Regions from separate parts of the Mus musculus genome. Here regions 2, 3 and 4 are each linked to region 1. A link is a contact called in public ChIA-PET and promoter capture Hi-C data. All regions are on one chromosome and are shown on one strand. The core of a region is the stretch at or near the end of the contact, and the rest is flanking DNA. Distances in the headings are between cores, read along the strand shown.

Region 1 (5,879 bases), core at 1,802-4,301:
CCTTCATTCATTCATTTCACTTTCCGAGTACGCACATTACTGCTTGTGATGTGGGGAATGCAGAAGTAGGCCTGTTGTGGGAGTGTCCCAGTAAACTCAGGATTCCCGCATGGAATTCTTCAGACCCTTAGCTGACATCAAGATAGCAAATCTAGAATTCTGGCGCCTTCCTCCACCCAGAGTCTGTGGTCTCCCACTTCCGGCTTGGAAAAACTAGCTTTAACTGTGGTGTATAGACTGCTGTCCCAGGGGCGCGGGCTGGGGCCTTGGACCCCACTTGGAGACAGAGCGGGGAAGGTGTGAGTCAGCGCCTCCAGTAGGCCAGGCTAAAAAGGGCTGTTAGAAGAAGTCTTTGGGCCACGCCTCCTCTTTTCCTTAGACGGTGACAAACTGCACCAGGCGGTCCTAGCCTGGGACGAGACTAAAGTTTCCTCCGCCCTGGGAGTTGAATCCTACTGTCAAAAGCTTATATGGACAGTAGACTCCAACCCAGGGAGCCACAAAGCAGGTCCTGGCCAATGCTACAAATGTCCAGTCACCTTGCTGCTAACCACATCCTGCATCCTCAATCCCATCCCCCAAAGAGGGAAGTTGTGGTCTAAACAGGCAACTTTCCCCCCCACCCCATAAGGAGGAGGGGGGGAAGGGGAGAAATGACAGGTCCTGAGTCTCAGGTGGCAGTGGGGGTGGGGTGGGGCAGACTGCAATCCGAACAGGGACAGCTAGCAGCTGGGGTATAAAAAAGTGAGCACTTGAAGTGTTAGTGTGTGGTGACATGTGACTCAGAGTACAGTGGGAGTATGGTTCCCCAGAAGTCAGGAAAGGGTTCTAGTACACAGTTCCTAAACAGCCACACCCAGGGGACTAATATAGTAACCTCAGCCACCATTTACTTAGTTTAGCTTTACCCTGCTACTAGCTTTAATGGGGGTTTTTATTTCATCTACTTACATGCCTACTCAGCATTAGGTCATTTCCCAAAGGGGGAAAACGAGGCCCAGCGATCGCAAATAGACTGGATGGTGGAGAGCTCAAAGCAGGATTAGTTAAAGCTTGGTTTGGAAGCCTTTCCTCATAATCTTAACCGTATTTGACAAGTCCCAGTTGAACCTCGACCATATACCTGCTCTAGAGTAGTTCTACAGTGACTCCAGGGATAGTAAAAGTAGACCAGTGTCAGACAAGAATGACAAGAATCCATAAAAGATAACTTCCAAGAGAATTGATAGTTACAGAAATAATAATAATAATGATAATAATAATAAAGGTTATGGCTGGAGATTGTTGTATTCCTGTAATTTCTCCACGTGGCCAGCCAAGACAAGAGGATCACGAGTTCTAAGCCATGCTGGACTACCCAGTGAGAGACTGGCTCAAACAAACAACATCAAAGCAAAAAGGACCAGCTAGACTGTGGGAGGGGTGGTGGGCTGCTAGCCTGCTTGAAGACACAGCTTTTGAAGTGGAACCTGAAAGACCAGAAGCCAAATGAAGCCAACGCTGTGGGGGAGGGGCACGACAGTTATGAGAACGGCGAGTACAGAGGCCAGAGCTAAGTTTGTCATGTTCCACAAGTTCAGGTATTTGTCCCTGCTTGAATGCAGGCACTCAACACTGGGGAAAATGTTTCAACCTTTCCATTACTCAGGCATTCTCTCAACAATGGTGACTGTAAAAGGGAACCCCTTTCTTCATTTGGAAGGGACCTATGTTTGGGGCGGGGCAGGCAGGACCTTAGGGTGAATTCTAGCCTTTCAGTGATTGCGTTATACTTGAGTATAAACCAATGTCCAGAACACATTGGGGTGGGGGGAGTGTCCTGATTTCAGGTAACCAGGCACATGTCTCAGAGTTAGACACGACGAAGGCCAGAAGGAATTAATTAATTGCTTAGGAACACACCTCAAAAAGTCAACGTTTGTACCCCAAATTATACTCAAAGACCATCCCCTTACCTTGCCCAACTCTCAGCAAAAATGTGTGCTTTCTCTAGTCTTTCCCTAAAGCTTGTTTGGCCTCTCTTCTCAGAACCATAAAACAGAGGTCCAGTACCGAGGCCGAGAAGAAGTCTTGCCTGGAATTGGCCAGCACGGGTTACTGGGGGGGCTAGGCTCGAAGCAGACTGATGATATAGTCACTAGTATCCACCAGGTCGATCACCAGGTTCCGTTCCCAGTCTCTGCAGCACTGTCACCACCACTGCCCAAACTCTGGGAACTGACTGCATCCTCCTCATCCCAGTTTGGTACCAGTTGACTACAGAACCTGACCTGACCCAATCAGAAACACCTTTCAATTTTTATTCATCTCACTTATTGTGAACAATTACACCAGATCCAGGGGGAATTAAGTCTTACTACCTCAGACCCTGCCTGTTAGGTGGTTCTCAACCTCCCTAAAACTGCGACCCTTTAATACAGTTCCTCATGCTGTAGGACTCCTGACCACGACATTATTTTTGCTGCCACTTCATAAGTGCATTTTTGTTACTGTTAGGAATTGCAGTGTAAACATCTGTGTTTTCTGATGATCTCAAGGGACCCCTGTGAAAGGATCGTTGGACCCCAAAGGGGTCCTTACTCACAGGTGGAGAACCACTGCTCTATGCAAAGGGAAAACTTTTTAAAATTCAGAGCACTCCGAATTCAGGAAACATACCTGGCCTCGAGAATTTCGAGTTTAAACAGGGCCTCAGCTACCCCTTTTTCAGCTAAGGAAACTATTACTTCTTGACCTTTTGGCTAAGTTCAAAAGTAGAAAATCGAGTCACTCCCTTCCAAAGCCAGATTCCCTCGGTAGCTCTTTTGCATTAAAAAGAAAGAAAGAAAGAAAGAAAGAAGGAAAGAAAGAAAGAAAGAAAGAAAGAAAGAAAGAAAGAAAGAAAGAAAGAAAGAAAAAGTGAAGGGTCTACATATTCTTGCTCCTGGTACCTGGAGTTTCCAGGCACCTTGTAGATAAGGCTGTGTGCGGGACCCGTATCGTCTTCGGCCGCAGGGCAAAGGGGGCTTCCGGGGCGGCCTCCACCTGGCCCGGCCCCCTCCGGCCCCGCCTGCTTTGCTAGGCGCGGTGATTCATTCCCTCCTTTGCCCGGGGGGCCCCCTTCCCGGCCAGACGGCGGGACAGACGGCTGGGTGTGCAGCGACCTCGAACCCGTGAGCCAGAAAGCAGAGCTTCTGCGTCCCAGGGACTCCAGTACACCACCATGGCGGATTCTGAGCGTCTCTCGGCCCCCGGCTGCTGGTTAGCCTGCACCAGCTTCTCGCGCACCAAAAAGGGAATTCTCCTGTTTGCTGAGATTGTGAGTGTTCCCCGGCCGGAGGTTGGGTAGAGGCTGAGTGTGCAGGCTGGACCACTGGGTACGGGACTGTGGCGGTTGAGGCAGGCACGTGGTCCAGCTGCTTGCCAGTGGGATGCAGGTGGGTGAGTTTGTGGAGGAGGGTCGAAGCCAGCCAAGATGCAGGGCGTTCGGTGGGGCATGGGCGAAGGGGTGGAGAGCTGGTGGTTCACTGGTGAGGTGAGTTATCTATAACTAATGTTGGGGGCTGGGGATGTGTGGGTGCGTGTGTGGGTGTAGGTTCATAGTGGTCGGAGAGAAGGGGTCCTGGGGAGTGGGAGCCTCTCGTGGCAGGGCGTGGCCGGCCTGGGCACTAGCTGGCGGGCTGGCAGTGCGCCTAAAGGCGGGGCCTGTTGGGGTGGGGTAGAGCTAGTCCCCTCTAGGGTAGGGCGTTCCACACTTCGCCAGTTCTTCCTTGCCCATTTGGGACTGGATGGGAGGTCCTTTGCTCTTTGGATGGTTATAGGGAACCTTGGTTTTTCCATCCCCCTCCAAGTGGGCACCGCCTTTGGGTCACTCATAAAAGAGGTGCGGTTCCTTTAACGGAGCCCTGCCCTTCTAGTGTCAGTCTCCCCCCCCCCCCTTCCCAAAGGGGTTGCCTGGGGAACCGAACGTCCCTCCCCCTCAAGGCATGGACGCTGGCGCCACAAGCGCTCACAAAACACCTGGCAGAGCCACTCCCCTCAGGGAAAGGAGAACTGAAGCACATAATTCGGCATTTTTCTTACTGGTTGACCCTGGGCAAGCCACTTAACCTCTCTGTGACTCACTTTCCTCCTGTGTAAAATAAATGTATCTAGCTCATTAGATTCTCGTGATGATTAAGTGGAATACGACGTGTAAAGCCCTTAGACAATGCTTGGAAGAACACTGAGCATGCGAGAGGTGTTTCGTAATTATCAGATGTCATTTTCTCACTCCTGGTAGTTATTTGAGAAAAATGTTTTTTTTTTTTCTCTTTCTTCCCCATCCTCCCCTACCGTCTCTGGAGCGTGGGTGCAACCTAGGGCCTTGCATATGTTATGCAAATGCTCAGCCACTGAGCTACATCTTGGAAAGTAGATTTCCTCCCCTCCCCCATGGATATTTAGGTTTGAGAGCCCTCTTTTCTAATTTTTTTTTGTTTGTTTTTTTGTTTTTCAAAACAGGGTTTCTCTGTATAGATAGCCTTGGCTGCCCTGGAACTCACTCTGTAGACCAGGCTGGCCTCGAACTCAGAAATCCGCCTGCCTCTGCCTCCTGAGTGCTGGGATTAAAGGCGTGCGCCACCAAGCCCGGCTCCCTCTTTTCTAATTTAAACCATTGCTTTTAACCCGTGGCTGATTGAGCTCCGTTGCTCCCCTCTCAGATACTGTGCCTGGTGATCTTGATTTGCTTCAGTGCATCTACAACATCGGCCTACTCCTCCCTGTCGGTGATTGAGATGATCTGTGCTGCTGTCTTACTTGTCTTCTACACGTGTGACCTGCACTCCAAGATATCATTCATCAACTGGCCTTGGACTGTGAGAAAGGGGCCGGCAGTGCCGGGGCTGGGCAGGGGTTGGGACGTTGGAATGGTCTGCAGCTCTCACCTTTTTCTTGGCCCACTTCGCAGGACTTCTTCAGATCCCTCATAGCAACCATCCTGTACCTGATCACCTCCATTGTTGTCCTTGTAGAAGGAAGAGGCAGCTCCAGAGTTGTCGCTGGGGTAAGGGGCCCAAGAAACAGATGCAAAGTCTGGCCGCAGCAAGGATCATTTGGTGTGAAAACACTGTCCCTTGTCAGACACAGATCTTGTGAGAGGCAAAGGCAGCCCCTTTGTCAACCTGTTAGACTACCACGTGCTAGAACTTTGTCTCTAGTTGTAGGAAGCAAGCCCTCTGCATATGGGGCAATGGGGGTGTCTGTCCTGTGCTGAGAGGTATTGGGGAGATGGGGAGGTAGTAAGCATTCAGACTTCTGACCAGTCCCAGAGGTTTCCAGCCTTCCTAGCATGAGACTGGCGTCACTAACCTACAAGGGCCCCTCCCTGGAGGTGGATACAAAGACATGGGGGCTCAGTAGCAATGCCCCCTAATCCAGTCTCTTCACTCCTATCTATCCAGATACTGGGCTTACTTGCTACGTTGCTCTTTGGCTACGATGCATACATCACCTTCCCTCTAAAGCAGCAAAGACATACAGCAGCTCCCACTGGTAAGTGTGTGTGTGTACACGTATGTGCACACGTGTGTGCATGAACACTGAGAGCAGAAACAAACAAAAGGGCTGGGCAGTGGGAGCAAACACCTTTAATCCCAGCACCCTGGAGGCAGATCTCTGTGAGTTCAAAGCCAGCTTGGTCAATATAGTAAGTTCCAGGACAGCCAGAGGTATACATAGTTAGAACCTGTTTTTTTGTTGTTGTTTTTGGTTTTTTTGTTTTTAAAAAAAAAAAAATTAAGGGAAAAAAAAGGAAGAAAAAGGAAAAGGACCTCCTAGGGGAAGATATGACTGCCAACTGTGTCCCTTATTGATTCTTAATGTCTTTTGTGTCATGAAATGCCATGTGTCAGCATTCC
Region 2 (5,698 bases), core at 764-3,263, 420 kb before region 1:
ACTAACTGCTCTTCTAGAGGTCCTGAGTTCAATCCCCAGGATGGTCAGAAGTTTAATATCATCCACAGTTACACAAGTTCAAGGTCATCCTGGACTAAGTGAAACTCTATAGGTCCCACACCCTCCCCCGTAAATGAAAGAAAATAAGAATCAGGTTGTAAGGTGCTTCAGATCTGGAGATGTCAGTAGCTCTGTATGCTGTGGGCCCCATAAACTATTTGGAGACTGGGTGAGAGGCTGGAAGAAGTTGAAGGAATGATCTCAAAAGGTATTTGGAGCCTGAGTTTGGATCGAAGACCTTGTGCCTGCAGGCATAGACAGTCAAGTTCCAGGCAGCCCCGAGGACATCCAATTCAAAGGTTTGTACCCACATCTGAAAGCTGCTTAGGCATGTCAAACTGCTGTCCCTACCCCTGGTACCCTCCTTCCCAACTGGCCAGCCTCCTCCCTTAGGCAATGGGATCAGAAGGCATGAGGGTACAGCTCAGAGTTAGAGCACGTACTTACCATGGTCAAGGCCCGGGAGCCAATCCTTATCACCAAAAGTGGAGACAACTAAGCCTTCAAAGGTTCCCTACTTTCATAAAGTCCCAACATAATAAAAAAATCAATCAAGATGTTGTTTTAGTATTTATTTATTTATACTGTCAAGTCCTTCCTTCCCGAATGAGATTGAAAAGAAAGTAATTAGGGCCAGGCATGGTGATACAGGCCTTTAATCCCAGCACTCAGAAGGCAGAGGCAGATGGATCTCTGTGAGTTCAAGGCCAGCCTGGTCTATAGAGTGAGTTTTAGGACAGCCAGGGCTCTACACAGGGAAAACGTGTCTCAAAACAAACAAACAAACAAACAAACAAACAAAAGCAAAGCAAAGCAAAGCAAAACAAAACAAAAACCAAATAAAACAAAAACAAAAAACAAAAAAGGGGTGGGGGTCTGAGTTTAGGCTAGAGAGATTGTTGAGTGGTTAAGAGCACTGACTGCTCTTCCAGAGGACATAGGTTCAAATCCCAGAACACACATGGCAGCTCAGGACTGTCTGTAACTCTGACACCCTCACACAGACATACATGTAGGCAAAACACCAAGGCGCATAAAATAAAAATAAATTTTACAAAAGAAAGTAATTGGGGTCTGGAGAGATGGCTCAGTGATTAAGAGCACTGACTGTTCTTCCAGAGGTCCTGAGTTCAAATCCCAGAAACCACATGGTGGCTCACAGCATCTGTAATGAAGATCCAATGCCCTCTCCTGGTGTGTCTGAAGACAGCGACAGTGTACCCGCATACATGAAATAAATAAATGAAAAAGAAAGTAATTAGGGAGCTACAGGGGGCAAGAGTAAAAGATGGGGAAGTGAGTCATGGCCTTCTATATCATTGGCAACGTCCAAAGCTAGAGATTAGTTCATATGCCTTTTTTTTTTTTTTTTTTTTTTTTTTTTTGGTTTTTCGAGACAGGGTTTCTCTGTATAGCCCTGGCTGTCCTGGAACTCACTTTGTAGACCAGGCTGGCCTCGAACTCAGAAATCTGCCTGTCTCTGCCTCCTGAGTGCTGGGGTCAAAGGTGTGCGCCACCACGCCCGGCTCAATATGCCTTTAAAAGGAAAAGCTGTAATGCAATGGCCCTTTAGCACCTGGAGCCTTAGATTCAACCCCAGGCCAAGTCGGTGCTTTTGGAAGACGGAAGGAGGCTACACAGACTTGTGACTACTCTCTGCGTAGCTACCCTGAAGGAGAAGCTCTGCAGATGGCGTAGCTCTCCCTCAGTGTCCGACTAGAGCAAGGCTGATCTAAGCCTGTCAGAAGGAAATGGCCCCGCACAAAAAGGGAGAGGACGTTGGGAAGAAAGAAGAAAGGAAGATGCCCTGAGCTCATTACAAACTTGGATCTAGCCACGCAAATGGAGGAGGGCCCATGCCTGTCCTAGAGAGGAGAACAGGCCCTCTGGGGGGCCCTGGAGGACTTATTTCCCTTGTGGTTTATTGTACTTCCTGTTCCCCTGCTCACTGCGGAAGTTCCTCTTCTTACCCTGCACCCAGAGCTTAGCTGGAGAGGACTAAGGCAGAAGGCAGCATGAATAGTGGCCCTGGCCCTGTAGGAGGCAGGCCTGGGGGCCGAGGGGGACCAGCCGTTCAGCAGAACATTCCTTCCAACCTCCTCCAGGACCATGAAAACCAGAGACTCTTTGAGCTTCTTGGCCGAAAATGCTGGGTGAGTTGGGAGATCTCCTGGTCCTCCCAGTCTCCCTCCCTCTCCTCTTCTTCCTCTCTACTTCTTCTTCCCCGTTCTGCTTCCTCCTCTTACCCATATTTCCCTTCTCCTTGTTCCCATCATCCCTGTATCCCCCTTCTCCCCATCTCCTCTCCTCAGATTCACTCACTCCCCATTATCTTGATGTCTACTCCCCTTCCTCCTGGCTACAGCTCTTTCCCCAAGCTCATGAAAGCCACAGGCAGGCAAGGACCAGGCCTGGTGACCCATGAGCACACTGCACTGACCCCTGCTCTCCCCTCCTAGACACTGGCTACCACAGTTGTTCAGCTCTACCTGGCACTGCCCCCTGGAGCTGAGCACTGGACCATGGAACACTGCGGGGCTGTGTGCTTCGTGAAGGATAACCCTCAGAAGTCCTACTTCATCCGCCTTTATGGCCTACAGGTGACCCCATGCCCCACTGGACAGGAAAGCTAGTTCCCAACTTACAAAACCAGTTTTTGTCCACAGCTCCAAGCCTTCACTCATATCAGTGACCCCCTGAGCTCCAGAACCAAAGACCAATACAGATCCCAAGTTGTGTTTTTCTCATTCTGAGTCTAAGAAGACGGACCTCAGAAGGTTTATATCAAGACTTAGATCTGCTCCACAAATACCTGAGCCTCAGCCTCAAATATGTTCTAAATCATGTTGAATACTCTTAGAACTGGAATCTTAAATTCACAACGTGGAGCCTTCAACTCCTACATATAGGCTTTGGCTCCCAAACCCATATCTCTCATATCGGTGTCTGACTCTCAGACACCTAGAACCCAAACTCTGATAGTGAGCTGAAGCTGAAGAGCTTTAAATAAAACCCCGGGACACCAAACCTGGACACCATGCTCCAGTGGTCTGCCACCCAAGATGCCTGGATTTCAGCATGCACCTCCCCCCACTTTCCAGGCTGGTCGGCTACTCTGGGAACAGGAGCTGTACTCTCAGCTGGTTTATCTCACTCCCACCCCGTTCTTCCACACTTTTGCTGGAGATGTAAGTGAGCAGCTTGTGCATCCTTGCGCTGCAGTTGGGGGGGATGGGGAGGAGATGAGAAAGTCCCGGGGATGTGGGGGGCGTACTAGAAGTTTGCTGACCCCAAGGCATGTATAGGACTGTCAAGTAGGACTGAACTTTGCGGATGAGAGTGAAGCCCAGGCCTTCCGGGCCTTGGTGCAGGAGAAGATACAAAAAAGGAATCAGAGGCAAAGCGGAGGTAAGGAGGCCTTGGTGGGAATTGGGGGGAGGTAGGTTAGACAGAGGTGAGTGCACGGGTGTGAGGCTGGAAAAGCCCCTCTCATGGTTTTGGCTCTCAGTCCACCCTATTTAACCACAGAAAGACGCCAGCTACCACCACCACCAGCACCAATCAATGAGGGTGAGTCCTCTCGTTCAAATAAAGGTTATGAAGAACTAACCCAGAGATGTGGGGGAGCAAGATTAGGGCAGATCTGAACTCATTCCATTTTTCCAGAGAGAAGAGGAGGGCTCCCACCTGTGCCCCCACACCCGGGTGGAGATCATGGGGGTAAGTGGCAATTCTCACATCACTGGAGAGATGGTGGGGGTTAGTAGATGAATGAGTACTTGAGTCTGTCTGTAAATTCATAAAGAGGTGGATGGTGGGTGGACAGATGAGCACGGTGATAGATTGGTGGCAGACATGGCTAAATTGGGAGATGGACTGATGATGGCTTATAGATAAATAGGTACATGAGTATTTGGGTAAATGGATGAAAACTTACTTGCATTTAAGTAATGAATAGGTGGTTCAGAGAATTCATGAATGGGCATGTAAACAGATGAACAGTGGACAAAGAGGGCCGCTGAGATGGAACAGCGCTTGCCACCAAGCCTAGACACCATCGTTCTAGCCCCAGAATCCACATAAAGATAGGAAAGAAACAATTCCACAAAGTTGTCCTCTGACCTCCACACATGTGCCTTGCACGCACACACACATAATATACATTTAAAGAATTCAATCACAAAAGTGGGATGAGAGAATATTCTATCCAAGGAAGATCAAATGATTAGGTGTGAATGAATGAATAACTTAATAAGCTTTTTAGCCAACCAGCCAGAGAATGGATGAGTCAGTACTTGAATGGTAAAGACACATGAATTGGTGACTCTTTCAGTGTTTTTTTGGGATCCATCCACCGCTCTGTAGGCCTTGTTTAGACCTCTCTCATCTGTTTCCTCCATGTCCATCAAACATATCCACAAACTTCTCCAATGAGCTTTCTATTTCTTGCCCCTGGGCTTCGGCTAGTAAGTGCGTTGGCCAGTGGTTCATTCACCATTTTTCCACAGGCCCATCAGGTGGTCCACTATCTCTAGGACTTGTGACGGTCGACATTCAGAACCCTGACATCACAAGTTCACGATACCGTGGGCTCCCTGCACCTGGCCCTGGCCCAACTGATAAGAAACGCTCAGGGAAAAAGAAGATCAGCAAAGCTGATATCGGAGCACCGAGTGGATTCAAGTGAGAACTTCTTCCCGTAGGATCCCAATGGGTGGGAAAGCATCTGAGCTGAGCAGAGGGAAACACAGGCAGATGGGTGAATGGGAAGAATTAATTAATGGGCTGAAGAATGAACGCGCAGGTGATTGGTAGGAGTGGGTAGGTAGATGGGTGGGTGAGTGGATGACGATACAGATAGATTATGCAGGGATAGATAAACTGGACAGTCAAGTGGGTGAATGGATAGCGTATGATGAGTTAACACACATGTGGAGAGAACATGTAAAAATGCAAATGGATTGCCAAGTGTGGTGGGGCACTCCTGTAATCTCAGCACCTTTGAGAAAGAAGCATTATGGACAAGGGTTCATGGTGGCTCACAACCATCTGTAATGGGATCTGATGCCCTCTTCGGGTGTGTCTGAAGACAGCTACAGTGTGCTCATATACATAAAATAAATAAGTCTTTTAAAAAAAGAAAACAGCCCACAGATGAGAAAGAAAGTGGAGGAGGGGAGGAGGAGGAGGAAGAGGAAGAGGAAGAGGAAAGAGCAGCAGGGAGGAAGGAAAAAAGTAAATATGGGAGTAGATGGGTAGGCAAAGATGAAAAGAGAAATTGGTGGGCAAATTTGTAAAATTTGAGCAGATGGGCGGAGGGACAGGGACATGGCCAAGCCATGGTCTGACAGATGAATGGTAACCAAAATATTCGCTCACTTGCTCTGGCTTTTTGGAGGCCCTCTGGGAAGGAGAGGACAAGGGGTAAAGAGGACCCTGGGGCTTGATTGCCATCCCTTTCCCTTCTCTAGACATGTCAGCCACGTGGGCTGGGATCCCCAGAATGGATTTGATGTGAGTAGCTCCAAAGACGCCCCCCCCCCGAGCCCCACCCAACTTCCACATACTCTCCCATTGACCAAGGCTCAGAGCCCATATCCAGACCGAGCCCTTCCCATAGCCCTCTTGGATACTTGGC
Region 3 (5,567 bases), core at 2,619-5,118, 470 kb before region 1:
TGAATATATATATATGGAGAAGGGGATATTAGAATGATTTACAGGCTGCAGTCCAGCTAATCCAATAGCTGGACAATGGCTGCAAACAGAAAGTTCAAGAATTCAGTAGTTGTCTTAGCCAGTTAGTATTTGGTATGTTCTGGAATCCTGAAGAAGTATGCTCTAATGTGAAGGAATGGACTTGCTAGCAAGGTGAGAGCAAGCAAGCTAAGAATCTCCTTCCTTGTCCTTATACAGGCTTCCAGCACACGGCATGGCCGGATTATTAGGATGTCTTCTCACCTTAAGACCCAGGTTAAAGCCATGTGTCTTCTGGCCTCAACATCTAGATTAGAAGTGGATCTTTCTACTTCACATTAGGAAAAAAAAAATCCCCACTGGTGTGCCCGCTATTTTTGGATTTTAGTTAATTCCAGATGTGGTCAAGTTGTCAACCAAGAATAACCATCGCAGCAGCTGCTTGTTTAGCCTGCTTTCTTCTATAACCTAGGACCTTCTGCCCAGGGATGGCACTGGCCACAGTAGGCTGTGTCTTCCTACATCAATCATTTTTTTTTTCAAGAAAATGCCCCCACAGGCTTGCCTACAGGTCAATCTAAGCGAAACATTTTCTCACGTGGGGTTCCCTTTGCCCAGATGCCCCGCTTGTGTCATGTTGACAAAAGAACAGCTAACACGGTGTCTATCTAATCTTCCAACATAAGTGAGAAAAACACCTTTTATATTAGCAGTTACAAAATTACATACTGTTAGGGCACAAAAAAGGCCTTGGTAAACTCAGGAGTATCAATATTAAAGGCTGTGGGTGTAGCTAAGCATTTGTCTAGCTGGGTATGGTAGCACATATCTTTAATCTTAACACTTGGTAAAGGCAGGCAGATCTCTGTAAGTTAGAGGCCAGCCTAGTCTATATAGCAAATTCCTAGCCAGCCAGGCTATATAGTAAGACACTTATCTACAAAAACAGACAAACAAACAAAACCAAAATTAGTCGATAGTTATCTTTAGTCTCACCTCTCCAGAAGCTGAAGCAGGATGACTTGAGCCCAGGAGTTTGAGCCCTCTTAGGGGACTTAGCAATATCCCATTTTCAAATAAATAGATAAAGTTAGTCACAGTGATGCACATCTGTAGTGCTAGGTAGGAGGATTGAGAGTGTGAAGCTATCCTGGGCTATGCGGTGAGGTCCAGGCCAACCTAGAATACATACAGACCCTGTCTACATAGAGACCCTGTCTCCCTCCCTTCCCTACACTTGCTCTGTGTGTGTGTGTGTGTGTGTGTGTGTGTGTGTGTGTGTGTGTGATGTAAATAAAGATATTTCATGCTCTTTGCTGGGAAGATGTATTAGGTATCTATTGATATCAAATTAGCACAAAGCTTAATGAGTATATCAGGCATGCTGCTGCATGCATTAAGTTCGAGCCTGTGTGAGGCTCAAGGGGCAAGGGAACTAAGCACCAATTCACAAATTGAGTTACACAGTCTCAAGACAAAACAAACATCTGTGGTTTTAGACGGTCGGGGTTCTGGGATTGGCCTAGCTAGGTGACTCTGATTCATAGCATTCATATACCATCCATCCAGGTGTCAGCCTACACAGTAGTGTAGGTGTGGATCCACTTCTAGGAAGGCCTGTTCCTGTACCTCTTGGCAGTATATCACAGTTCCGTGTCACTTTAGTCCCCTCTTTAGGACTGCTCTTGATAAACCAGCAAACATGTCACAGAAAGCTCAGCCTGCATGAGAGAACAGAAAACCAAAGTGCCTTTCAGCGACCCAGTCACGACACACTCTGACTTGTGCTTCAATTATTTTGCACATTATAATTGCTCCCCTAAGTCCAGTCCATACTCAAGGGGCAAGAGAACTAGGCTCCAATTCTTTTGTCTGGCGTTTTTCTTGGGAGTTTGGCAGATGGGTGTAACTAATTAGGTAGCCCAGGCTGGCCTTAAATGCAAGAACCTACTGCTCCAGGCTCCCCAAGTGCTAGGATTTCTGGTCTAAGTTATCATACCCAACTAAAGTGCCAGATCTTAATGGGAACAGTATCAGTGTGCACATACCTTAAACCCTCACGTAATATGACGTTATTCTCAACTCTACATTAAATGCAATTTCAAAAATCATCCAATTTTTGTTTGCTTATTTGAATACGGGGTCTCACCATAGGCTAGCTAAAGTTAGCCTGGAACTTGTTAAAGCTCCAATTCACAACCCTGCCTCAGTTTTCTGATAGATGGTGATGAGGCATCTGGTTCAATGGCACAGTAAAAGCAGACACAGCTCTCTCTCTTTGTTGGGATATAAGCCAAGGGACTTGCACATACTAGGAAGGCACTCTGCCACTGAGCTGAACCCTATAGAAGGACTGAGGACCTTAAACTAAAAGCAAAAGTATACAGCTAACGTAATAAGCTGCAGAAGAGTATCTTTGGGACCTGGGCAGGGAGGATTTCTTTAAAAGTACAGACACGCTGGTTGTGGTGATGATCCCAGCACTGAAGAGGCTGAGGCAAAAGTTTTATGAGTTCCAGGGTGACCTGAGCATACAGTGAGGGACAGACCACAGGGTGAGAAATATTAGAACAACAAAAAGTATTCAACTAAAGATAACTACTTACAAATTTAATAAAAATCCATGAAAATCACTGAGAAATGTGGGAATAAGCTTACCAGGAATTACAGATGAATGGCATCCAAAGGGTAGCAAATCGATTTGTGGTGGGGTTGGTGGAGGAGTGGGAGGCAGGCCTTTACAATGTTGAACAAATTTATTCTAGGAGTCAACAATGTAGAGTTCCTGGAGGCAAACAAGTTATTAGGCACTGAAGGCTGGGAAAGATCACATCGTCAGGCAGTGGACTTAGACACTACTTGCTATGGATTTCATTATGTACTGCAAAAGTTCATCCTTTCGATCAAGACCCAGTATCCCGAATAGAGAGTAAAATTCGTTTAGTGGATTGAGATTTGCATCCTTTGAAGCTAGGCTACCTGGCTTGCTGAACGCATTATCAGGCGTAAAGAGACTGTCAGATAAGGATGCAAACTTAAGTCAGAGGATGACACCAAGGGAAGGAGTCCGCTAACACACAGCTATATGTTAGGAGGAGGGGCTAAGCATTCGGAAATGTAAGGTTTGACAGGAAGAACTCTGAAGGCCTCGGGGCCTTAAGGGATATGCAGTTAAAGGTCTAAAAAGAAAAGATTGGTTTCTGAGGACGGCAGTTCGCTGGCACCGACCTACTGTCAGTTAGGACTTCCTATGGAAAGGGAGAGATGACGTCAAAAACACTGAAAATGACGTCAGGGAGGAAAAGGCTCTATGGATCCAACCGTTTGAGATGGAAAGGGGGCCAGTCTCTCGGGCAGAAAGGAGATGCTTATAGGAGAACGCACTGAACTCATAAAGCTCCTCTCGATTCCCGGAAGCGGCGAGGCAAATTGCTGCCTCCGCCTTCCTCGTCCTCTTCCCAACCCCCCCCCCCCGCTGGCCTCAACCAATGAGCACGCACGCCAGGGCGCGCTGGGGGACGTTGTGTGACGTCTCGGCTACGCACGCTTTATCAGGCGTCTTCCCGCGCCGCAGTCTCTCTGTTCTCCCGGTTCCTTCGAGCTCGTCGTCTCTGCCGTCCTCTGACTTTTAATTTCCAGGTAAGCGCCTTCGCCTTGCTCAGCGCTCGTTCCCCACCTCACTTCCTTGCCCTCTATGGGCGAGGGACGAGGGCAGGAAGAGTTGTGGCCGCTGATATGTGGGCTTGAGCTTTGAGGAGGGTTAGTCCCAGGCTCGAAGGCAAAAATGTATTCATTGTGAGGCGGGCGTGCTGCATCGGAACGGGAGAAATGCCGGAAGGCACGGGCTCGGGCGGCGGCGGGGACCACGCGCCAACCTGTACCGGCTGTCCCTTCCCACGTGACCGCCGCCATCTTGTTCTGCGGGGAAAGAGGAAATGCAATGCTGCTGTAGGCCTGCGCGACCGTACAAAATGACGGGCGTGGCAGCCTGGGATGTTGTGGGCATGCGCGATAGGAGTCATCAAATGGCGGATGGGCTCACCCAGCCTTGCTGGTTCCCGCCTTTTCTGCTCCCGAGCCTCTTGCCATTTGAATTGTCTCTTTTAACCCATTTTCTGTCTTCGCTGTAATTCTCTGTATCCGGATATTGTACACCTCACTACCTGCCACATTGACTCCCCAATAATTCGTGCACTCCCTTTAGGACTTGCCTTCTGCCATGTCGTCTGAAGAAGGGAAACTCTTCGTAGGAGGGCTCAACTTCAACACCGATGAACAGGCACTTGAAGACCACTTCAGCAGCTTTGGGCCTATCTCTGAGGGTGAGCCATGGACCAGCCCCGGGGTTGAGGGTTGGTGGAGAAGAGCTAGTCTAGAACTAAAACCTGAAATTCTCTTTAACTTCCATGTCTGTACGGTAACGGTTAGGCTGAAATAAATTCAGTTGGATACAGGATTTTTTTTTTTTTAAACAGGAGCGGGGGGGTTGGCGGGGTCCTAATTCTCCCAAGTGCTATTTGATCTGTGGCTGTGCCTGGCTATTACTTTCTACTTAGATGTTAGGGTTCTAACATTTGTCTTTCTGCCCCTCCCCCAGTGGTTGTTGTCAAGGACCGGGAGACTCAAAGATCCCGGGGTTTTGGCTTCATCACCTTCACAAACCCAGAGCATGCCTCAGATGCGATGAGAGCTATGAATGGAGAGGTGAGGCCTCCTGCCTGCACAGGGGCCGTCTCCCTGTCTGCCACTTTCTTCGTTCTTTCTGTTTTCCCTCTATGTCTGCCAGGGGCAGCGTGGCCACTCACAGGAGCATGACTGCCTTCTGTTCTAGGGGGTGGAGGGCAGCGGCAGACAGAGCCGGGCTGCCTGGGAGGCGACGACTGGTCCTGCATGAGGCGGAGAAGCCACCTGTGGATGGTTGACCTGCTCTGGGCTTAGGTAGTAGAGTCTGCAGAGCTGTGGGCCTGGCAGAGGACCGGAGAGGACCTCGTGAGTCTGCTGGGATGGACTCTGAAGCCTCAGACCGAGAGAGGTGTCTAGCCCTAATAGTCGGGCAGCTTAGAGGAGTGGGGAGGATACGTCAGCCTGAGTTCAGTCAAGATGTAAGTAGTAGCAGGGGAGACCGGTGGATTCAGGTCTTTTTGTGGGATTCCATAGCTCCTGGTGAAGCCATTCTGGTCAGCGGAGCTTGGCTTGGACGAGGCACCCAGAATTTGGTGCCCAGCAGGAATTTCTGGGCTCTTGCCTACACCTACCTGCCTGTGCCCATTCTTCCCTCATCCCTACTGTGACTGACAATTCCTTGTGTCTGTCTCCTTCCCATACCTAGTCCCTGGATGGGCGCCAAATCCGAGTTGATCATGCAGGAAAGTCTGCCAGGGGATCCAGAGGGGGTGCCTTTGGTGGGCGTGGTCGCAGTTACTCTAGAGGTAAGTGCAGTCATGGTTTGATTATGAGATTAAGTAGCGCTATTTAATGTTAAGAGCCTATGTCTGAACAGCTACTATTTGAATATTTTTCTGTAGGTGGTGGAGACCAGGGATATGGAA
Region 4 (5,894 bases), core at 3,138-5,637, 300 kb after region 1:
GTATGTATATCTATGCACTATGTGTGTTGCTGTTGTCTGCAAAGGCCAGAGGGGGCATCAGATCCCCTGGAACTGGAGTTACAGATGGTTGTGAGCTGTCACATGGGTCCTGGGAAGGAAACCCAGGTCTTTTGGGAAAGATCCAGTGTTTTAATTGCTGGGCCATTTCTTCAGCCTCTGAATCTAGGATATTATTGACTGTACCCACAAGAAAGAAACCAAACTGCTGCTGAATGTATTTATAAAGTGTTGTTTAAAGACTCCAGCAATATTTTAACATAAAGAATGCACCTAGAAGTGATTAGATTTTTGGTCTTTCCACTGTGACTCGTTACAAGATGGTTTCCACTATAGTCACTAACTCCTCACTTCCAGGAGGAAGAAAGGGGAAGGGAAGGGGAAAGATGCCTCTTAGTCTTTCATATTAACTTAAAGATTATCTTGTAAAACCTCTCATAAAAAAACTCATTGTAATTTTATTGGGATTTCATTAACTGTATATAGCAATTAGAGAATAAACCTGCATAGCATAGTCTCATTAACCTTTCATAAAAGGATATATTATACATATATATATATACTTACATTTGCATAGAAACTTTCTCACAAATTTCAGAGAAACAGAGACAGAATTGGATGTGATCAGTGAGGAAGAGACAGGCTTTCACTTTTCACACCAAGCCTTCTTTTATACATTAAAAAAATTCTATGCAATTTTAAAAACTCTCTCTCTCTCTCTCTCTCTCTCTCTCTCTCTCTCTCACACACACACACACACACACACACACACACACACACACACGTAACTTTTACAGCAAGAAATATAAAATGAGACACTTTCAAAGTGGAGTGTGCATTACCCAGGAGTATGAGAAACCAAAGGGAATCAGTTTCTGCATCTTTCTATTTTATATGTAGTGTTTTAAAATTGATCTGCCAGAGAACATAGTTGTGATAGAGGAGTCAAGCTGGTTCTCTTTTTCCATCTCCACTTTCACATGTTTCTTTTTGCACTTACAAAAGAAAAGCGCCTTTTCCCATCCCGAATCTCACCTGCGTGCACTACCCTGCGGTGTAAAATCCTCAGGGTGCCAGAGAGACAATTCCGAACACCACATCTACGGTGAGCCAGCAAATTGCTCTAACGGTGAATGGGAATCGAATCTTTTTGCACCTCAGATGGTTCCTAATTGTTTGCTTCCAATAAAATGGAAGGAAACCCCAGTGGAGTCCTTAGCTGAGAAATCACAAGAAAGAGTTTTGAAGCTAAACCATTGTGTGATATTTCCAAAAGGATGCAAAGGCTTGCATGATGTTTCTGAAAGAAATGCCTATTCCCATTTAGAATGAAAGAGGTCTCTCTGTGTTCACATTCAGCAAACACACATTAGGAAGGACATGATGTTCAGTCCTGTCTCATTCTAGCAATAAGCAATATTCATCCATGGAAACAAGCGCCCATCAAATCACTCTAACTGCAAAAGCGTGTGGTATTGGGTCAGGCTTTGTTGTTGTTGTTGTTGGAAGACTAGAGAAGAATTAAAAACTCCAGGAGAAAATAAAACTTGCAACTGTCAAAGAGCTCTGTTATGAGTTTTTAAAGCAGATGCTGGTGGCTCTCAACTCACCAACGTATTTAGGATTCACCAGATTTGTGTAACGTACTGACATAACAGTTTTATTTCTGAAGGTTAACACTTGTCAGAAATTACGTTTTTGCAGCCAAGTGACATTTACGATGCAAAACTTTAGATGTCAACCAAAAACTGTGCGAAGGAGACCACATTTTTCAAAATATTTTTAGAGAGCATTTTGATATAAACCAAGTTTTACATAAACACACAAAAATTTACTAGGGATTGTCATTTACTCTTTTGCCACCTTGTGGACAGAACAGTATTTTAACTCCTAGGCTCATGAAGCTGTCTTTCTTAAGGTCTTCTGTAGGTTTATGCAGGTCTTTGTGAGGCAGAGGCGGTGATGTCTGCCCAGGACTAAGTCCAGACTATACAAGCTCTATACCTGTAAAGATTATGGTGACTTGTATCACTGGTGATTAAAGTAAAGGAAGAATACAATGAGGAAATGAATGTAAGAAAATAATCACTAAGTTGCAAAATTTCCAATGAGGGGCAACTTTTTTTTTTTAAAGAAAAGTACTCAACTACTATTTATTCATTCATTCATCCATTCATTCATTTATTTATTTATTTAAATATTTGGTGCTTCTTTTCTGCTAGTTGTCCTAAAGCCACTTCTTTAGCATGTGTGTTCCTTTTAGGAAAGCCAAATCTAATCCTGGGGTGTCTTTGGCTCAGTGCTCTTAATACATAGTACATAGCTCTTAGTGCCTGGCCATAGATGGTGGGGTGAATGATGGCAGAGCCCCCCACTTCCAGAGTTTTCTGGCCTTGGCAGTGCCCAGGTTCCTCTGTGAGCTTCACAGGAAGCTGATGAGTAGTGGGGCAACTGGGTTACATAGCCATTATTCAGCAGCAGGACTCCTAAGCATGGCGATCTTTAGATTTCTTTGTTGGTTGGTAGCCTGTGAGGATAGGATGAACGTTCTCCTTCCTTGCCTTCTTCACTCGTGCTCCATGAGCTCAGTCATTCTTAGCAGCTGCATCATTCCTTTGGTAGCCATACTGGTTGGACTTCCTCTAGTTGCAGGTGACAAAGGGCAGGCATTTGTTGGAAGGACACTTCAAGGAATTGAAAACAGAGCTGACTTAGGGAAGGCAGGCACTAAGGTAGCCTTAGGCTAGCTAGGAACCACACAGCCTCCATAAGGGCTCCAGCTCCCTGACTAATCCCCAAGGAGTATGTCTTTGCTTCCTCTATGAAGCATGACTCAGGTGGAGGCTGATTTCCAATGCTGACCAGGGATGCTTTGTAGACAGCAGAGCCCCCTAGAGTAGGACCATCCATGTGCACCAGGTACAGCCGGCTGTCACACTGAGGCACTGGACTCTTCTTAGCTCACTCTCTCCCCACGTGCTGATCCCTGCCTTTGGCTGCACCCTCCAGAAGCAGCAGTTGCAGCTGCTTCTGACATCCCCACTCTGCCCAAGACCTGAGCTGTTTGTTCTGGACTCATTCTTCCTGGGCTCTATGATGCTGCTTTTCATACAGCAGGCCCCCAGACTCTCTCCTCACTGGCAGCTCCAAAGATACCCGCTTTATTCCTACGTGCTGCCCACCCAAGACTCTGCTAAATCTTATGGGTCTCAGACTTTGTAGTTTGGGTTCCTTGCAGCGTAAGGGAGGTGCAACCTGTAGGAACAGCCTTGCAGTGTCTGGTTTCCCCTGCTGGCCTTGGAGTGACTGTTTCTGCCCACAGGCTGCTCAGTATCTGGAGTGCTGTATCTGGAGGCCAGCTGTCAACCAGTCATCCCACCCAGGGCCTTTGGAGCCTGAGTGGGAGGCAAGGAGCCAGCACAGGATGGGCTGATAAGTTTCTCAAAGAGACATGTCCCTTCAGGTGGAGCGGCCTTGGGAGCACTGTTGTCCCTCTAGATCTGGGGTTCAGGCTGGTCCCCAGTAAAGTTTGAGCTTCATCGTTTCTGGGAGAGCAGGAGTTGGACCTAGAGGGGGAGACTGAGACATGTTGGGGGTACGTTCAGCTGCTGGAGGCAGGTTCAGCCGCTGGAATGATGGATGTCGGAGCTCCCGCCTTTATTCTCAAGTACCAGACTGTGAAGGGATATTTTATGGCCTCAGAAACGTTTCTAGACAAGACAACCCTTCGGGCCCCCCGCCCCACAGGCTAGGGGAAGCTGCACCCTTGAGGGCAGTACTAGAGGGGAGGAGACCGCCTAGGGGGTCAGAGCAGCGATTGGAGCGGAGAGCTGGAAGCGCCTTAAAGAGACTGCGCGGTCCCCGCCCCACTTCCCGCCAGCCTCAATGAATTAGAGCTGTGTTTCCCAAACTTGCCTGATCACTAGCAGTTTCTCCGGCCCTAGTTAGAGATCCAGGTTCCGGAGTACCTCCCTTCAAGAGTCTGATTCAGTAGGCCTGCGGGTGGAGCCGAGGAATCTGTAATTTTAACACGCTCCCCCACGTGATTGTCGTGAACCAGCAAGTTTGGGAAATATTGAATTAAAGGAAACGGGGCCTGGCTGCAGAAGCGGCCTCCGCTAGGGGGCTTCGGCGGGAGCATTCCCGGGGGCGTCGCCTGCTTCCGCTGCCGCCTCCTTCAGTGAAAGTCCCTTTTGGGTCCAGCTGCCACAACCACCGCGCTCCCTCAGTCCGGACGGGGACACCCCAGGTCTGCGTGGCCCCCGCGCCACCACGCCCAGTGGCCGCCCGAGCCCCACGAGCAGGGGGAGGAGTCGCAGCCAGTGGAGGCGGAGGAGGCTGGAGGAGGCGGAGACGGCGGAGACGGGAGAGAAGGCATAGAGGAAGGTGGAGGCGGAGAAGGTGGAGGGGAAGGTGGAGGCGGCCGGGAAGGTGGACGCCACCGGGAAGGTGGAGACAGCAGGGAAGGTGGACGCCACCGGGAAGGTGGAGATCGCGGAGGGTCCGGGCCGCGGGGCTGAGCTCAAGCTGGAGCTGGAGCAGGAGCCCGAGCCGGAGCCCGAGCCGGAGCCCGAGCGGGAGCCCGAGCGGGAGCCCGAGCCGGAGCCGGAGCGGGAGCCCGAGCCGGAGCCCCAGCCAGAGCCCGAGCCGGAGCCCGAGCCCGAGCCCCAGCCGGAGCCGGAACCCGAACAGAAGCCGGAGCCCGAGCCGGAGCCCGAACCCGAGCCCTTACAGGAGCCTGAGCCTGAGCCTGAGCCTGAGCCTGAGCCTGAGCCTGAGAGGCAGCCCGAGAAGGAGCCGAAGGATGAGAACCCAGCGCAGAGCGGTGTTGGCGGCAGCGGCGACGAGGTTCCTCCCCCCACCCTTCCCTCCGACCCTCCGCGGCCCCCTGATCCCTCTCCGCGTCGCAGTCGTGCCCCGCGCCGCCGACCCCGGCCCCGGCCCCAGACTAGGCTTCGTACCCCGCCGCAGCCTAGGCCACGGCCCCCACCCCGGCCCCGGCCCCGGCGTGGTCCTGGGGGCGGATGCCTGGATGTGGATTTTGCTGTGGGGCCACCAGGTTGTTCCCACGTGAACAGCTTTAAGGTGGGAGAGAACTGGAGGCAGGAATTGCGGGTTATCTACCAGTGCTTCGTGTGGTGTGGAACCCCAGAGACCAGGAAAAGCAAGGCAAAGTCGTGCGTCTGCCATGTGTGTGGCACCCATTTAAACAGACTCCACTCTTGCCTTTCCTGCGTCTTCTTTGGCTGCTTCACAGAGAAACACATCCACGAGCACGCTGAGACAAAACAGCACAACTTAGCGGTAGATCTTTATTATGGAGGCATATACTGCTTCATGTGTAAAGACTATGTGTATGACATAGACATTGAGCAAATTGCCAAAGAAGAGCAAGGAGAAGCCTTGAAATTACAAGCGTCCACCTCGACAGAGGTTTCTCAGCAACAGTGTTCAGTGCCGGGACTTGGGGAGAAATATCCCACCTGGGAAACGACCAAACCTGAACTAGAACTTCTGGGGCACAACCCACGGAGAAGAAGGATCGCCTCCAGCTTTACCATCGGCTTACGAGGACTAATTAATCTTGGCAACACGTGTTTTATGAACTGCATTGTCCAGGCCTTGACCCACACTCCAATACTGAGAGATTTCTTTCTCTCTGACAGGCACCGGTGTGAAATGCCCAGCCCTGAGTTGTGTCTGGTCTGTGAGATGTCGTCGCTCTTTCGGGAGCTGTATTCTGGAAACCCATCTCCTCATGTGCCCTATAAGTTACTGCACCTGGTGTGGATACACGCTCGTCATCTAGCAGGGTACAGGCAGCAGGATGCCCACGAGTTCCTCATCGCTGCGCTAGATGTCCTGCATAGGCACTG

Evidence for each region. Promoter capture Hi-C pulls out the DNA fragments that hold promoters and counts their contacts. ChIA-PET counts read pairs in DNA pulled down with a chosen protein or histone mark.
Region 2: a contact with region 1 is called in an RNA polymerase II ChIA-PET map of memory CD8 T cells, with 15 read pairs. The contact joins the promoter of Was here to the promoter of Plp2 in region 1. A contact is called at or near these places in 5 of 39 promoter capture datasets (cranial neural crest, embryonic stem cells, liver and 2 more), 2 of 115 datasets of contacts at active chromatin or transcription factors (memory CD8 T cells and pancreatic cancer cells) and 3 of 9 other capture datasets (adipose tissue, liver and pancreatic islet).
Region 3: a promoter capture Hi-C map of pre-B cells shows a contact between it and region 1, with 3 times the contacts expected there. The contact joins the promoter of Rbm3os here to the promoter of Plp2 in region 1. A contact is called at or near these places in 6 of 39 promoter capture datasets (the C10 cell line, fetal liver, liver and 1 more) and 2 of 115 datasets of contacts at active chromatin or transcription factors (effector CD8 T cells and memory CD8 T cells).
Region 4: a promoter capture Hi-C map of embryonic stem cells shows a contact between it and region 1, with 3 times the contacts expected there. The contact joins the promoter of Usp27x here to the promoter of Plp2 in region 1. A contact is called at or near these places in 5 of 39 promoter capture datasets (the SN4741 cell line, cranial neural crest, embryonic stem cells and 1 more), 1 of 484 Hi-C or Micro-C datasets (embryonic stem cells), 7 of 115 datasets of contacts at active chromatin or transcription factors (the NIH/3T3 cell line, embryonic forebrain, embryonic midbrain and 3 more) and 2 of 9 other capture datasets (liver and macrophages).

What each region holds. Positions count from the first base shown.
Region 1 is chrX:7,668,562-7,674,440 of GRCm38.p6, reverse strand. It overlaps Plp2 (proteolipid protein 2), which reads left to right and starts at 3,051. Exons shown (of 5, transcript NM_019755.5): 1 at 3,051-3,298; 2 at 4,683-4,838; 3 at 4,931-5,026; 4 at 5,424-5,514. The coding sequence starts at 3,203. It overlaps Magix (MAGI family member, X-linked), which reads left to right. Exons shown (of 6, transcript NM_018832.2): 6 at 1-1,275.
Region 2 is chrX:8,086,806-8,092,503 of GRCm38.p6, reverse strand. Was (Wiskott-Aldrich syndrome) reads left to right here and starts at 2,013. Exons shown (of 12, transcript NM_009515.2): 1 at 2,013-2,213; 2 at 2,520-2,660; 3 at 3,162-3,248; 4 at 3,366-3,468; 5 at 3,589-3,630; 6 at 3,727-3,780; 7 at 4,569-4,743; 8 at 5,532-5,574. The coding sequence starts at 2,076.
Region 3 is chrX:8,143,728-8,149,294 of GRCm38.p6, reverse strand. It overlaps Rbm3os (RNA binding motif protein 3, opposite strand), which reads right to left and starts at 3,868. Exons shown (of 3, transcript NR_033561.1): 1 at 3,564-3,868; 2 at 2,677-2,803; 3 at 1,331-1,739. It overlaps Rbm3 (RNA binding motif (RNP1, RRM) protein 3), which reads left to right and starts at 3,415. Exons shown (of 7, transcript NM_001166410.2): 1 at 3,415-3,657; 2 at 4,223-4,340; 3 at 4,616-4,722; 4 at 5,348-5,447; 5 at 5,544-5,567. The coding sequence starts at 4,238.
Region 4 is chrX:7,374,323-7,380,216 of GRCm38.p6, reverse strand. Usp27x (ubiquitin specific peptidase 27, X chromosome) reads left to right here and starts at 4,387. Exons shown (of 1, transcript NM_019461.4): 1 at 4,387-5,894. The coding sequence starts at 5,356. It overlaps Gm14379 (predicted gene 14379), which reads right to left and starts at 4,292. Exons shown (of 2, transcript NR_026741.1): 1 at 3,934-4,292; 2 at 2,175-3,693.